Linked DNA regions of Bicyclus anynana: region 2 is linked to region 1. The links are chromatin contacts, called in public Hi-C maps. All regions are on one chromosome and are shown on one strand. The core of a region is the stretch at or near the end of the contact, and the rest is flanking DNA. Distances in the headings are between cores, read along the strand shown.

The links. A called contact is a pair of places that touch in the nucleus more often than the background predicts.
Region 2: a contact with region 1 is called in a Hi-C map of whole body, with 5 times the contacts expected there. The contact joins the promoter of LOC112042965 here to the promoter of LOC112042960 in region 1. A contact is called at or near these places in 2 of 2 Hi-C or Micro-C datasets (whole body and whole larva).

The regions. Positions count from the first base shown.
Region 1 is chr10:10,393,093-10,400,076 of ilBicAnyn1.1, forward strand. LOC112042960 (mitochondrial transcription rescue factor 1) reads left to right here and starts at 2,727. Exons shown (of 4, transcript XM_024078187.2): 1 at 2,727-3,031; 2 at 3,742-3,887; 3 at 4,182-4,254; 4 at 4,355-4,609. The coding sequence starts at 2,846. The coding sequence ends at 4,558. LOC112042957 (DNA helicase MCM9) reads right to left here. Exons shown (of 12, transcript XM_024078185.2): 10 at 6,573-6,702; 11 at 6,057-6,202; 12 at 4,569-5,790. The coding sequence ends at 4,677.
Region 2 is chr10:10,529,000-10,535,983 of ilBicAnyn1.1, forward strand. It overlaps LOC112042965, which reads right to left and starts at 3,912. Exons shown (of 5, transcript XM_024078198.2): 1 at 3,727-3,912; 2 at 113-328. The coding sequence starts at 3,736. It overlaps LOC112042968, which reads right to left. Exons shown (of 5, transcript XM_052884014.1): 4 at 6,799-6,950; 5 at 6,207-6,525. The coding sequence ends at 6,216.

The sequences.
Region 1 (6,984 bases), core at 1,477-3,976:
GGCAGACTTAACACACGTAGGGAATTAAGAAAATTCTCAGGAATTCAGGTTTCCTCACGATGTTTTTCGTTCACAGTTTGAGACACGTGATATTTAATTTCTTAAAATGCACATAACTGAAACGATGGAGGTGCTTCGACCGGATTCGAGCCTACGACCTCCGGAATCGGAGGCACAGGTAAGTAGTTGGAAGGTTTCAATTCAAAGGCTTAAACTATGAATTTATATTTTCTTTCAGTTTGGTTGCCAGTTACAACGAAGCAAAGTGACAGGCGAATAAGGGCGTTCCGTTACGATGTCCTGCAAAAACCGAAAGGGATGTGGATTTTCATTCTCCTCCTAAGAAGTTAGCCCGCTTCTATCTTAGATTGCATCATCATTTACCATCAGGTGAGATTGTAGTCATGGGCTAACTTGTAAAGAATAAAAAAAATGTATGTAGGTATCATTAATTATGCCGAAGATAATATAACACATTTTTGCTTTGTAGTTGGACGATTGTAGACTACTACAGCTACTAGCTCTAGCAGCGATACAATAATTCAAAGCCCTTTAATAGCCTACAATAAATACGTATGTAAGAAATATAAGCTGACAAACATTCAGCTTTCATAAAACGACGAAGGTCTGGACATTACAGACTTCCGAATTCTGATCTACAAAATTGAATGTCGGTAGCGGCGGCTTAATTTAAAGTACTGTAGAATGGTCACAGATTAAAGAATAATAGGCAGATAGGACGCACGGAACACGACGTGTTGGAGTCGCTCCAAATACAAAAATCCGTCAGTACGACACGAAGCGTCACATCAGTAATTTTCAATAATATTCGAAAAAAAATGACTACGTATATTTTTAAATATTTTAAAAACTGTTTACAAAAATTAAAAGAAAAAGATGGAGTTTTTTTAATTGGTAATCATTGATTATTATATTAATTTACGTAATTATTGTTAGTGTTAAATTTTAAATTACAAATTATGAAAAAGTTTGTATATGCAGATGTCAAGAAGACGGCTTCACCGCGCTGCTTGTAAAGGCTCATTCTGGATGATCTTTATTCTGTGAGAATAGTGTATACTTAATTAATACCATCCACCAGCGTGTCTATCCCATCTAAGACCGTCAACCGTCGTAACAAAGCCATAAACTGTGTCAAATTTAAAAACCCTTTGAACATGCCGTGAACATAATCGTATACGAAAATAAAAAGATCGTTACGAATTCGAGACATGTGTCCACATGTTACTAAGAGACAAACCGTGTATAATGTGATAAACTATAGCTCCGGGCCGTCTCGACAGCTTTTAATTACTGCCTTTTAAGATGTTCTTACTTTTATTTACACCACATAGTGCTGACTTGGATGTTAGTAGGGTGCTTGGAGCGCTGCTCGTGATTGTTTTCTTAATGCCGTGTTCTTTTATCTTTTAAATTGAAAGCAATAGAATTAAGGAAATTGAATAACGGACGAAGGAAACTGATATACTTACTTAGTTATTTTACCTACCTACAAGTTAATATTATCTAGGTACTTATAGGACCTAACCTACCTATACTGTGTGCGCTGTAGCATGACGCGGGTGACAGTTGCCTTATGAAATTCATAATACGTACTAATATTGTGAATCGCAGCAAACTTTCAAGTTGTAGATATTTAGGGTTCTGGAAACCTTAAAAGGAAAAACAAAACGTCTATACGTTTTGTTTTTCGTACCTATGTACCTACCTGTGCCTACCCAAACACCAGTGTTAAAATGAAATATTAAAAATGTAGAAGTAGAATAAATTAATATACTGTTTATTTATTTCACAGTTCACACCACAGCGCCTGATAGTCGCTATTACCTACTAGCGTGTCGCGTACCTAGGTATATACAATCTAGATATCTATCCCAATATTAGGTTTTAAAGTTTAGTTTATCTAAAATCAACCATAAACTAATGCAATTAAGTATTACAATAGTTTGGTAGCACGTTTCAGTGTGTTGCAACTTTTTGATTTGATGTAAAACAGACTGACATACTGCACTCAAGTGTGGAGTGATCTAGAACGGCTTTCGCACGGGAAACTCATGTTTGCGTCAATATTTATCTGATTTGTGACTTTGAAATATTGTTCTTATATTGCTAAAGTTGGTCTTCTTGATTCAGAAATATTACCTAAACAAACGCAAACGTACCATAAATGCGTCTGACTGTCAGTCTGTCGCCTTTTCACGGCTAAATGGGCTAAATCATAGAACCTATTTTAATGGTTTTTGGTGGGTAGGTAGATAATTTACGGTTTAGAAAGAAAGAGTTGAAAAGGCCAAAAGGAAATTAAAAAAATAATAAAGGGAGTTGAAAAGTTTAAGTTCAAAATAGAAAGTTAATAAAAGGCTACCTTTTAAATTATTACTAATTAATTAATTAGAAAATTATTGAATACGATAAACTCTTCTTCTTATCAAAAATGTTTACAGCGCCATCTAGTATACGTTTATTACATCGCTAGCATTGCGCGGGAGGAACCACAAATGATGAAACTGAAGCGTTTTCTTTTGTATAATAATTGTAATTATTATTAACTTCATAGATATTTATTAAAGTTAACTTACATACACCGATTTTTTTATTAGTAACACATAATATTCAGCACATGAGTTTTTTTCAAAGCTTGAAACTGTTTCCGAACGAACGTGTCATATTAGAAAAATGTTATGTTGACAGTTGAAATTGACAATGACATTTGAAATCAAAATAAATTTTATAAAAAAATATTATTTTGGGCTTTTTCATTTTCAGCCTTTTCTTTAGTTTCAATTCATATGAGAAGAATTAAAGAATAATATATTCCTTTAAAATGAACGTCCTGTGTAAACGTAGTCATCTAGCAAACTATGTGTATCGAGTACTTTGCAAAGAAATTAAACCTATAACCTCTCTGAAAGTCAGCTGTTTACACAATGCCGTAGGAACCAGTACAAAGCTACATAATTTAAAGCCAGCGAATTTATTATATACTGCGATTCGTTGTAAATCTAAAAAGGTACGTTTCTACTGTAAGTTAATCGCCTACTTGAATAATAAGTATTCCAAGAAATGTTATATGAAAGCACTATATTGTTACCATTTACAATTTTTTTTAACATGAGCTTTACCAAACTTGACATTGTTTAAATGTTTTGGGCTGCTTTGGCTCTATAAAAAGTATATAATGGAAGGACAGCTCTCATGTATGAAAACTATAATAAGTATGTGGGTAGGTACTTGTTCGCTCTGATATTGCAACACACCAAACTGCAGATATAAACTGCTGGGATGTGTTTCATACACAGTAACTAAATGCTTCATAATCAGAGTAATCTCAAAATTAGGAACAAACTATATCAAAGATCTAGTATCTCAGCCTGTGTGGCGCAGTGGATTTACAAGACTGAGGTCCTATGTCTGATCTACTGCTGGGCCCAATGAGAATTTCTTAATTAGTCTAGGTCTGGCTGGTGGGAGGCTTCAGCTGTGGTTAATTACCACCCTATCGGGAAACACATACCGAGCATTTAGTGTTACCATACCATAGGGGTGTGGATTTTTCATCCTACTCCTAACATATTCACCCGCTTCCATCTTAGATTGCATCATCACTTACCATCAGCTGAGATTGTAATCAAGGGCAACTTGTAGAGAATAAGAAATTAAAAGATCTAATCTAATTTTTGAATTTCTAATTTTGATATAAAATTTTGTAATTTTTTTCAGTCTAAAGATGATGATTCTGATGATGAAAATGCAACTATTTGGGATGATGATTCATCACTTACAAAGGACTCGAAAATTGTTAAACTCAACGCTACTTCCCTGAGAATGGATGCTATACTTAAGTCTACTTTAGGAGTGGCAAGGAAGTATGTTTTTATTTATATAACAATGATGGTTAATTTATTATTTTGATATTACAAGATAAATTTACTAATGTTCAAAAACATATAACATAATAAGTTTAACTTCATGGTGCATGTATAAGTAACTTATATATCTTTAGATTAAGGTAACAAAATTACTTGTTATTACATGTTTTACAAATAATTACATGTAATTTAATGAATTAATGTCTCTAATGTCTGTCTAATAAATTAAGAGCTACCATTAAATCTCTTTTTTGACTGTAAACTAAATAGAATAATTTTGTTTTGTTTCAGCAAAATAGAAAAATTATTTTATGAGAGCAAAATCAGAGTTAATGGAAAAAAGGTTCTGAAGAAAAGTATCCCAGTAAGTGACAGTTAAGATCTATTAGAAAACTACTATAGATATTGTGGTTTTGGAGTATTTCCACTGCTTTTAAGCATATAAAAAAATATTATATTTTCAGGTGCGAGAAGATTATGAAATAGATGTCATAAAAAGTGTAAGTCCCAAAAATCCAGATCATTTGTATGTAGCAAGAGTAGAAATTATAAGTATAGCAGCCAAAGAAGAAAGTATAGCAATTACTGCGAGAAGATTCAAAAACCTACTTATAGAAAATTATGAAACAGATCCATATAAACCTTCAACAGCAGATGAAGATAAATGAAAAATGTAAATAGTAACAAATTTTTATTAAAACATTGAACTAAGCATAAAATTCTTAATTTTACTATGATCAATTCCAATAAACCTAATAATCCATCAATGAATACATTAACATGATTTTATATATCTAAGTCTATATCACAATCTGAACTATCAAACATAGATAACTGTGAACTGGACACAATTTTTTTAGGATTTTCAAAAGAATTTGCAGTATTTTTACTCACAGAGCTTTCTACAGGAATCACTGCAACTGTGTTAGTTACATGTTTATGGATTTCATTGTTTTCTTCATAAAATTTACTCATATCTCGTTTTCCAGCAAATTCAAATTGTTTTAATTTGTTGACGGAAGTATTTAACATCTCATTACTGCTTTTGCTGTCTTCAAGTGGTATTTTATCATTTGTATTGGGTCTGATTTGATTCTCCTTATTCAATCCACAGTTTTCTACAACTGCCTCAGTACATAAATTCTTTTCGCTTTTCTGGGTTGAAGTATCACACAGTTCGAAATCAATTCCTAGATTTGTAAAAACATCATTCACGCTTGGAACTGCATTTAACATTTTATTAACATCACAATCTTCACTATCTGATGAATCTGGTTTAGTTTGCTTGGTTTTCTTTGTTCTTTGCTTTTTCTTTCCAAATCCACTGGTGTCTATAACAACTTCTTTTCTTTTCCGCTTTGTATTTTTCTTTTGAACTGCTAGTGGATTTTTATCAATTTTATTAAGAGTAGCATGTTTCTTTAAAGTTGCTGCTAATTTTTCATTCATAACTCTCATATTAGTACCATCAACAATATCCAAAAGGTTTTCTTCATTCACTTTATCGTGCTTTCTTTTATTATTATTAAAATAAGAACTTGTCACGAGAGATGCTGACAATGGAATGTTGTCATCAATAACATCATCATATCTTGCAAACAATTTATAATTCCCATTTTCTATGCAGTTGTCTAATGTTTTGCAGTCTATTTGTAGTAATTTTCCATAGTAAAATAGTTCCTCTTCCCATATGTCGTTCAAATTTAATTTTGCTAGCAGTTTTTTGGCTGTGCAAAGGTAATCAAAATCTGGGTGCTTTAGAAATGTTGAATGTAAAGCATCAACTGTGTCCTCTAATGTACAGTCCTGCATAGACAGATCAACTAGGGATATCGCGAATATGGCATCGACTGGTAATATTGTCGTTCGATACATGAGCCGACAATGTGCTTGCGATAATCTGTGCGAAAAGATTGTTATTAAAACAGGTAAATTAAAAATAACAATAATATTTTTTGTTTAAGGAAATGCATTTGTACAAATGCTGTTGAAACTAATCAGCATAGAAACTTCTTGAGAGATATTGAGAATAACATTGTAGATTTAGTTTTGTAAGCAATTTTCAGTAACATACCAGAGATGAGAGGTAATAAAACTAAGATAAATCCTTTAAGAGATAACATACTACGTAATAAGACGATTACTAAAAATTTTAATAGTAGTTACCTAATCAAACTGTCTAGCATTCTGACAGTAGTCCTAGAAGGGTCCCTGTATTCAGACTTTCTCTGCGCCATATAGTAACACTGCAGTATGGTGTTTGCTGATTTCGTCATATGCGTGCTTTTTGGACCAACTAAACCTATGTATACCTGTAAAACAAAATGAAATTGATTGATTATAATAATATATTGTTTGATTTTAATTGATATAATAATAATAATAATTTACGAAATTCAGTCGTCAGTCAGATGGCGCCACGTACTTTATTACAGTTTGTTCATTAATTTAGGGTGATATTAACGACGCTATTTAGGTTTTCTCAAACAAAATGTTAACTACATTTTGATGTCAGTTATTAATTTTATATCATTGTTATAGTTGAGAATTTTTGGCAGTCACATTGAAGAAAATCAAAATTGTGGACTTGAATTTTGGTTTGACTAGGCTAAGTAAAAGTTTCGATGCTATGTTTAAATATATTTTGTAATCTTTACCTTTGTTTTGAAAGGGTTAACTTACTTGCAGTTTTTCAAGAGTCCATTTATTTTTTGATTCAACAGGATTTGCATCACCGAACAATATGTAGGACGATACAAGTCGGTCCCAGGAGTTGTTTTTAGAATCCAACAAAATGAATATCAAATCAAACCTGGGAAAAATAAATGAAGTTATTACACTACTTATATATTGTACTAATAGATCCAACCAGATGTCCTGTCTGGAATATCATCATCATCATCATATCAGCCGATGGACGTCCACTGCAGGACACAGGCCTTTTGTAGGGACTTCCAAACATCACGATACTGAGCCACCTGCATCCAGCGAATCCCTGCGACTCGCTTGATGTCATCAGTACACCTGGTAATGGTATGCTATGAAAGTTTTCGAGATTTTATCCAAAAATCAGCTTCATACAAAATGTGTAAGA
Region 2 (6,984 bases), core at 2,662-5,161, 140 kb after region 1:
CTTTAATGTCAATATGAGATAAGTTTGCACCTGCGTCTTATGAAAAATCGATTCTTAAGGAGTAAACTCCAAAAAATCTATTCTCGTATTGACATAATTTTGCTATACTCACGTCCAAAGCCTGGGTATCCATAGGATGGTGGTGGAGGTCCTCCAGGGTAAGACATTGATGCAGGGTGCGGTGCAGTGGCAGGCTGGTTCGGGTATACAGGGAACCCTGGTTGGTAGGGGTTCTGAGCGGGTGGTGGTGCGTTCGCCGGATTATAAATCTGCGGGTAGATCTGACCCTGGGGTGGTGGGTATTGTGGTGGATTACCGCCGTATGGATCTGAAAGTAAAAAAGTTTTTATGGTGAAATTACTTTTCTAGTACAAGTACTAATTTAAGTTGTTTTTCCTAATTAGTATAAATCAATCTAACTGTGAGTCTGTTAGGTTTACTCCTTTTTATAATCAACAAAACTAATTTATAAACCATTTTCACTAATGGTATATGCAATAAAGTTCTGTTATATTAGAAACCACGTTGTGTAAAGACCTTCAACTACCAACATAAACCTTATCTTTCAAACTGATGATACACAGCCATGCTGCATGGCAACATAAAAAAACCTGAAAAGATCTTACAATTAGATCTTTTCAGGTTTTTTTATTGTATAATAATACACTGAGCGAGAGCGGAGCATCAATGAAAAATCTGGAAGAGGCTTTAGAGTACTTGAAGTTAAACAAAAATTATGCATGACTGAATTGTTCCCCTTAAAAGGATTAAAAAAAAAGTGAATCACATTATAATATGTCTATCTTTTAATATTGACTTTTGACAGATAAAGTAGAAGGGTCCGCTAGTATGAAATAAGTTTTTATTTTCATTCTACTTTTCTCAATAAATAAGTAAAAATAAATGTTATAAAAATATGCTAGACAAAATATCAATTGTAATAAAATGTATGACTAAGTTTTTATCACATTAGAAGATGACTAATAGCTAAAAATAAAAAATGGAAACTGGTACAATTGAAGCAACACAACATTTTTGTTGCTAGGTGTAATATACATGCACACACTTGTGATTTACTTATCACTAATTTAATTACTCAATTATAGCTTGGCAACTTCGTTCGTAACACTCCCGATTGTCCGCGTGGGCCTGGGGGGCGTGTAGCGATGAATGAATGAAAAACCCACGACTGATGCTTTCACGACTTCACTTCCCCGTACGCACGATTACTCCCGCGCAGTCTTTTTCCCCGTCGCCCGCATATCATGGGAGTGTCATCAACAAACTTGCCAGACTATAATTACTTTTACTTAATTGCAAACTGGATCTGGAATAACACTGTAGTGCTCCCACTCTAATACTGGAATGAGCCCCACTTCCTTGAGAGGCTTGTATTTATAGCCTGGCCTCTAGCAATAGTATATTTACATCTAGGTAGACACCACCTTGATCTTGTGCTAGACTGTATCCAAATTTCACAATCATTAACATAACATCCGGTAACAATGAATTCATGCATGGCAAGAGTGTATACCTGTATACACTAAGCATATTTATAAAAGAACAAATATGGTAACTTGAACATAATTTTATGCACATAATAACTAGTTGAGGCCTGTGTTGTCAGAATGGAATTAGATTTTTTCAAATCACTTTACTACATTTTATATAGACATGCTTATTGTTGTCACACATGCATCTTGAAGCCAGCCTAGCCTAGCCTAGGCCTATGGTGCCTAACTGTGTGGTAGTGCATGCAATACTAGCCTAAATACCCTACAAAGAATGTAAAACAAAATACTGGGTTAGTACCCACTAACAGCTCTATCTATCGCTCTACCTATCTATAGCTCTATCTATCTGTCATTGCTATCTCTATAGTATATAGCGATAGTTCACCAACTTGCTGTGGTTTATCACGAATGAGGAACTACACCATAATTTGCAAATTTGCACAGTAAAGGAGGAAGTTAGGAAGATATAAGAAGAGACTCATTCATCCTAATAAATTGGCAAACAGACACTTGAATGATGACTATTTGAGGTGTCTGAAACGTAAACGCATACTCAACCTGGACATTTGAAAACAGCGCCAACTCTTAATGAGGATCGACCTCCACATCTACAGGAAATTTGTGTATAGTCTTAGGACTGATGGCAGATTGGCCGTACAAGAAAAAAAAATATAGTTTCTTTAGCAGTACACTAGTAACACCTAAACCAGGAGTAAAAAACACATTCTAGAACCAATAAACAAATCATCAAAATCAAAAACTTGTTTTTTCAAGTAAGCTTAGTTTTTACAAGCATTTTTTATACCCGCAACGGTACATATAGGTTTATGAGTGTTGAAATATCAAGTTCGACTATTTGTAGAGACTCTACCATCAGTTATCAAATTAAATTCATGCATGACCATTGAGCAGCTTGATATAGGTCACACAATGTGGCAGTGTTTAGAAATCCTAACAAGAGGATCAAAGATCAGACATTCTTCTTGTAAAAATAGAATAAATCAAAGATACCTTTTAGTTCCACAGTGCACACACCCAGATTGAATGACAAATTGCAATGAAATGCTTACAGATAACAACAATCTAGAATCTAGATATGTTTTAAGTGACTGTTATGATAAGCATTTTATTACTGTGTAAACTTTAATGTAACTTCGATCAATGATATTACTGTAAACACAGGGTGAGTTTTAGTATAAAATAGTCAATAAAGTTCTTGCATTTCTCAATGCAAGTTAGAAGTTTGGCTTAATGAGTCATAAAGACTCATAAAGTCATAAAGTCATTTTGAGACTGTTACAAACGATGTTAGGACATAGTATCTAAAGTCTCTTCCTGTATTTGTATGCTTAGATTTGTAAAGTTTGTGTTCTATTAATGGTTTAGTTTAAAAAAAAGTGTGTTGTCTATGCCCTAATGTGTAGCCTTTGAGTTCTTCCAAAGATTTAGTCGTAACCATTTGTTACGTTGTTTTGTTGTCTATAAAAATAATTACACTTTTTGAATGAGAGGTGGCAATAGCAAGACTACTTAACTTTATGAAGGCTGAATGTTTGACAGCCTATGGTCCTACCATGGCTAAGTACCATAGCCAATTATAGAATTTGGGCTGTAGTGGCTTTGGAAGAGAGCAGATAAAGGACTCAGACCCTCAACTTTTTTTGTAGAATTAATTCCTGTTTTGTATGCTGAACAATATTATTCTACTATTGTTAAAAGAGGACTAGCAATCTAAGCATAATTTTGACTAATAGGCCCAAATTTAAGCCCCAAACTTTGTTGTCATAAGTACTTCCTTGAATAGTTTTCAGTAAGAAAGGAGACATTGTATGTTTTAAAATGTGCCAGTATTTTGGGCCATTAATGTATCTTTGGATTTTTATAAATAGGTTAGTTTTGACTAGAGAGCACTTCTACAATAAGTTAGTATAGTATAGTTCTCTATTATTTACAAGTGCGCAATATTTACTACCTATCCGCCCATTTTTTAACGTTCAGGAAGTACTTATTTTTCGGCATCATGTTCGGCGAAACTTTATTTGTTATTTTGACTCTGCTGTAGCTAAAAGTCAATAACTTCGTTTTTGTTATTAATTTAAATTTACTTTGATTACAATGTAAAGCCGAAGGATTGCGTAACTTCGAACATTGTAGGAAAAAATGGTGAAATATTAGGCAAAAAAATTAAAAGAATAAAATTGGGATAACTTACAGCCAGACATGTTTGGAGATTTTTTATCACTTTATATGAAAATACTTTTGAAAAGGTGATCGTACTTCTTTTGAAAAACGTTATAGAATATTTGAAACTGTAGTAAGAAAGTTAGAAACAATCAAACAAACAATACAACCGGAATCGTGTTCGGAATTTTTTATGCAACCACAGAGCAGTAGACCACAGACTAAAATGAAAATCTAAATATTTGCCATAGAGTAGAACAAGGAACATATTGAGTAGAATGTGATATTAATTGCGTTTGCGATTGCAACGAGACGAGTGCGTTCGAACCACAGACCCTGGCATAAAACAAAGCCATGCGTGCCTTGGCAACACATTCAAAGTAAATTAGGGAAAAAGCGCCATCTTGTATACACGCTATGTAAATCAATGGGTACATTGATGGGTACGTTTAGTTTTCACAAACGCTAATAGATGACACTATTTGAAATTCATTCGCGCTACGCTTTTAAAATTTTGATTTTCAAATACTCTTGTAAAATAAATACCTATATAGGTATCCAATTTGAGTAATGTAGACACCACACTATTTGCAACTTCTATTGAAAATGTGAAATCCTTGCTGAGCAAAATAGAGCCAGATGTGTGGCAGTCTCGATTTTGGTCTAAAGTTAAATTGCACTGCAGCAACATATCGATCGATAACTCACTCAAAGTCACAGAATACATATGCCAAAGTTACTAAAAATACGAATCGCCACGTCGTTCAGTCGCAATTACATCGAATTACTAATATCAAACAGTGGTAGATGCGCGATGAGTGGCTATTACACGCTGGTCTATTTCCTATTTTGGTATTTACTATTCAAGAAAATAAAAACAAATCAATTGACATAATGTCATCCACATACTATGATACAAATTATAAATGTCATCTACTTACGGTGGATACAATAAAGTATGTAGATGACACTTTGTTGTCCACTTCAATAGGTTGATAATAAAAATCAAAATATTGAATAGGCCAGATGGTCTGCCATGGTAATTGATCGACTGAAAAAAGAAAATGGGGAAACAGGAATATCACAAACGACAATAAATGCGTTTAGTCAAAGATTTGGTGTTTTTCTTAATTTCTTTACTGTACTGAGACGTAGACTCTTGACAATTTTGATGACTGGCCAGTTAGGTGGCAGTAAGTATTCTTCTCAACAGTGAGAGCTTAAGTTTGATTCTCACCTGAGGAGACAGTATAGGATTTTCTAAATTTATTTCGGGTTTGGTGTGGTGATAGGTTAGCACCCAACCGGAAAGAAAGTACCTACGTAAGTATAAACTTGTACCTCTTCCAAGCATGTCCGCTTACATCTTAAACGGCATGGTCAGTTATCGTGAAGTCAAATCGCAGTCTAGGGTTAACTTGCACATAATAATTAAAAAAAAGGAAATATGAAGCGTCGTCAATTAGAGCTCCCATCAGGTGGCTTGACTTTTTCCGACATTTCCAATTATAATTATCGTTAAACCTACTAATTTAAACAAAGTATATTAGCGTTTTCATAAACCTTTGTTTTATTTTTTTTAAAACAAAGGTTTTTTGTTGGTGAAAAACGCATGAAAAAACGCAGACTATGCGCATGCTGCAGTAACACATTTTCGGGTTTTACCGACATTCGGTTAAGAGTAACCATTAATCACGCGTAACCATAGCAACAATAACTTCAAAATAGTTTAAAAAACTAAAAAGCACGCTTTTAGCACGCACTTAATTACAATTGGATTTAGGTCACGTGCTATTTTTTTGTAACCCATTCATTTAATACCCATATCATGGGTGTGCATTTCAAATAGCCAATCCGCCATTATGAATGTCCGCCATGCAGGATTTAAGTCACGTGACTATTTTTTTTTTTGTATTTCTGACAGCAAACGCTTTCATTTGATACCCATACCCACCCAACGCATCATGGGGGTGCGTTTCAAATAGCTAGCCCGCCATTTTGGGGAGGCCGCCATATTGTAATGACGTTTCTCAGATAGTCATGTATTGTCATCAGAACTCAGAGCGTGTGCAAAATTTCATCCTAATCGAAGACCGAGAAGTGGATCAAATTAAGATCCCATGATTTTCTTACATTCGTAGTTATTATTTACAAGTGAAGCTAAAGCGTGTAAAAATGGAGTCGCCATTACAATCGCGTACGAAACTTTCAACTATTTGAAATCATTAATGTAAGTTCTGAGCAACCACGGTGTACCTATGCATTTATCACTTTTGTTTATAATTGTACCTGAGCAGAGAATTTCGTCATTTTGGTTCAACTATCAATTTAATTTCCGGGGTCAATAACTACCTGTAACTTATGTGTCTATTGGAATAAATACTATCATAGGTAACGAGCTGATCATTGGGAAAATAATGCATTTTATCTTATAAGAAAAGTTTATTTAATTACTTAAATAGTTTATAAAACAAATTTACCTATGTACCTATATCTATTACACAATATAGCTACAATTATTCAATGGTTAATATAGAAATGTTGAATCATAAATACGCTATAAGATATGACACGACCAGCAAATGAAACAAACGCGCGTGTCGTGACTGGATACAGATTCGTCGATAGTTGCAACTTTTTACTCTCGACCAGTTTGATTAGCATTCCTATCTGTTTGTAGTATTCAGGGCCTGAAACAAAGTTTTGTTTAGATTTCATTACTGCATACCTATGACGGTCGTCCGCAGAATAATCAGTGTGAGTTTCCCCTGAATGGGGTTTTACATTAACTAAAATTTTAGTTTTCTCAGTTGCTTTGGAACCCTTGTAACTTTAATTTTAAGTTTTCGAATAATTATTATCACCATTATCTTAAGTTTAATATTTAACCTGACGTTTCGAAAGAGCATATAAACTAAGCCTATTTGAAATAAATGAATTTTGATTTGATTTGATTTGCTCAGGTACGTAGTATCAACGATCTTTTATGTTAACACTAGATATTATGTAGTCTGGAACAAATGATGTAGGTAGTCAATCAACCGTCATAACTGATCCATGCCCATGTCCAGCAGTGGACGTCCATTGGCTGTTGATAAATTACTTACTCAGGTCATCATAAATTAAAATATGGTAAAGTATTGTCAACGTTTTCTCCCATTCTTGCGTTAAATATTCGCTTGACTTGGTCACGATAAGCGGGCGTAAGTTAATTAAAATATAATAATAAACGTCACTTTTAACGGTATCGGTGTTCTGAAAATTAAAAATGAATAAATAAATACCTATA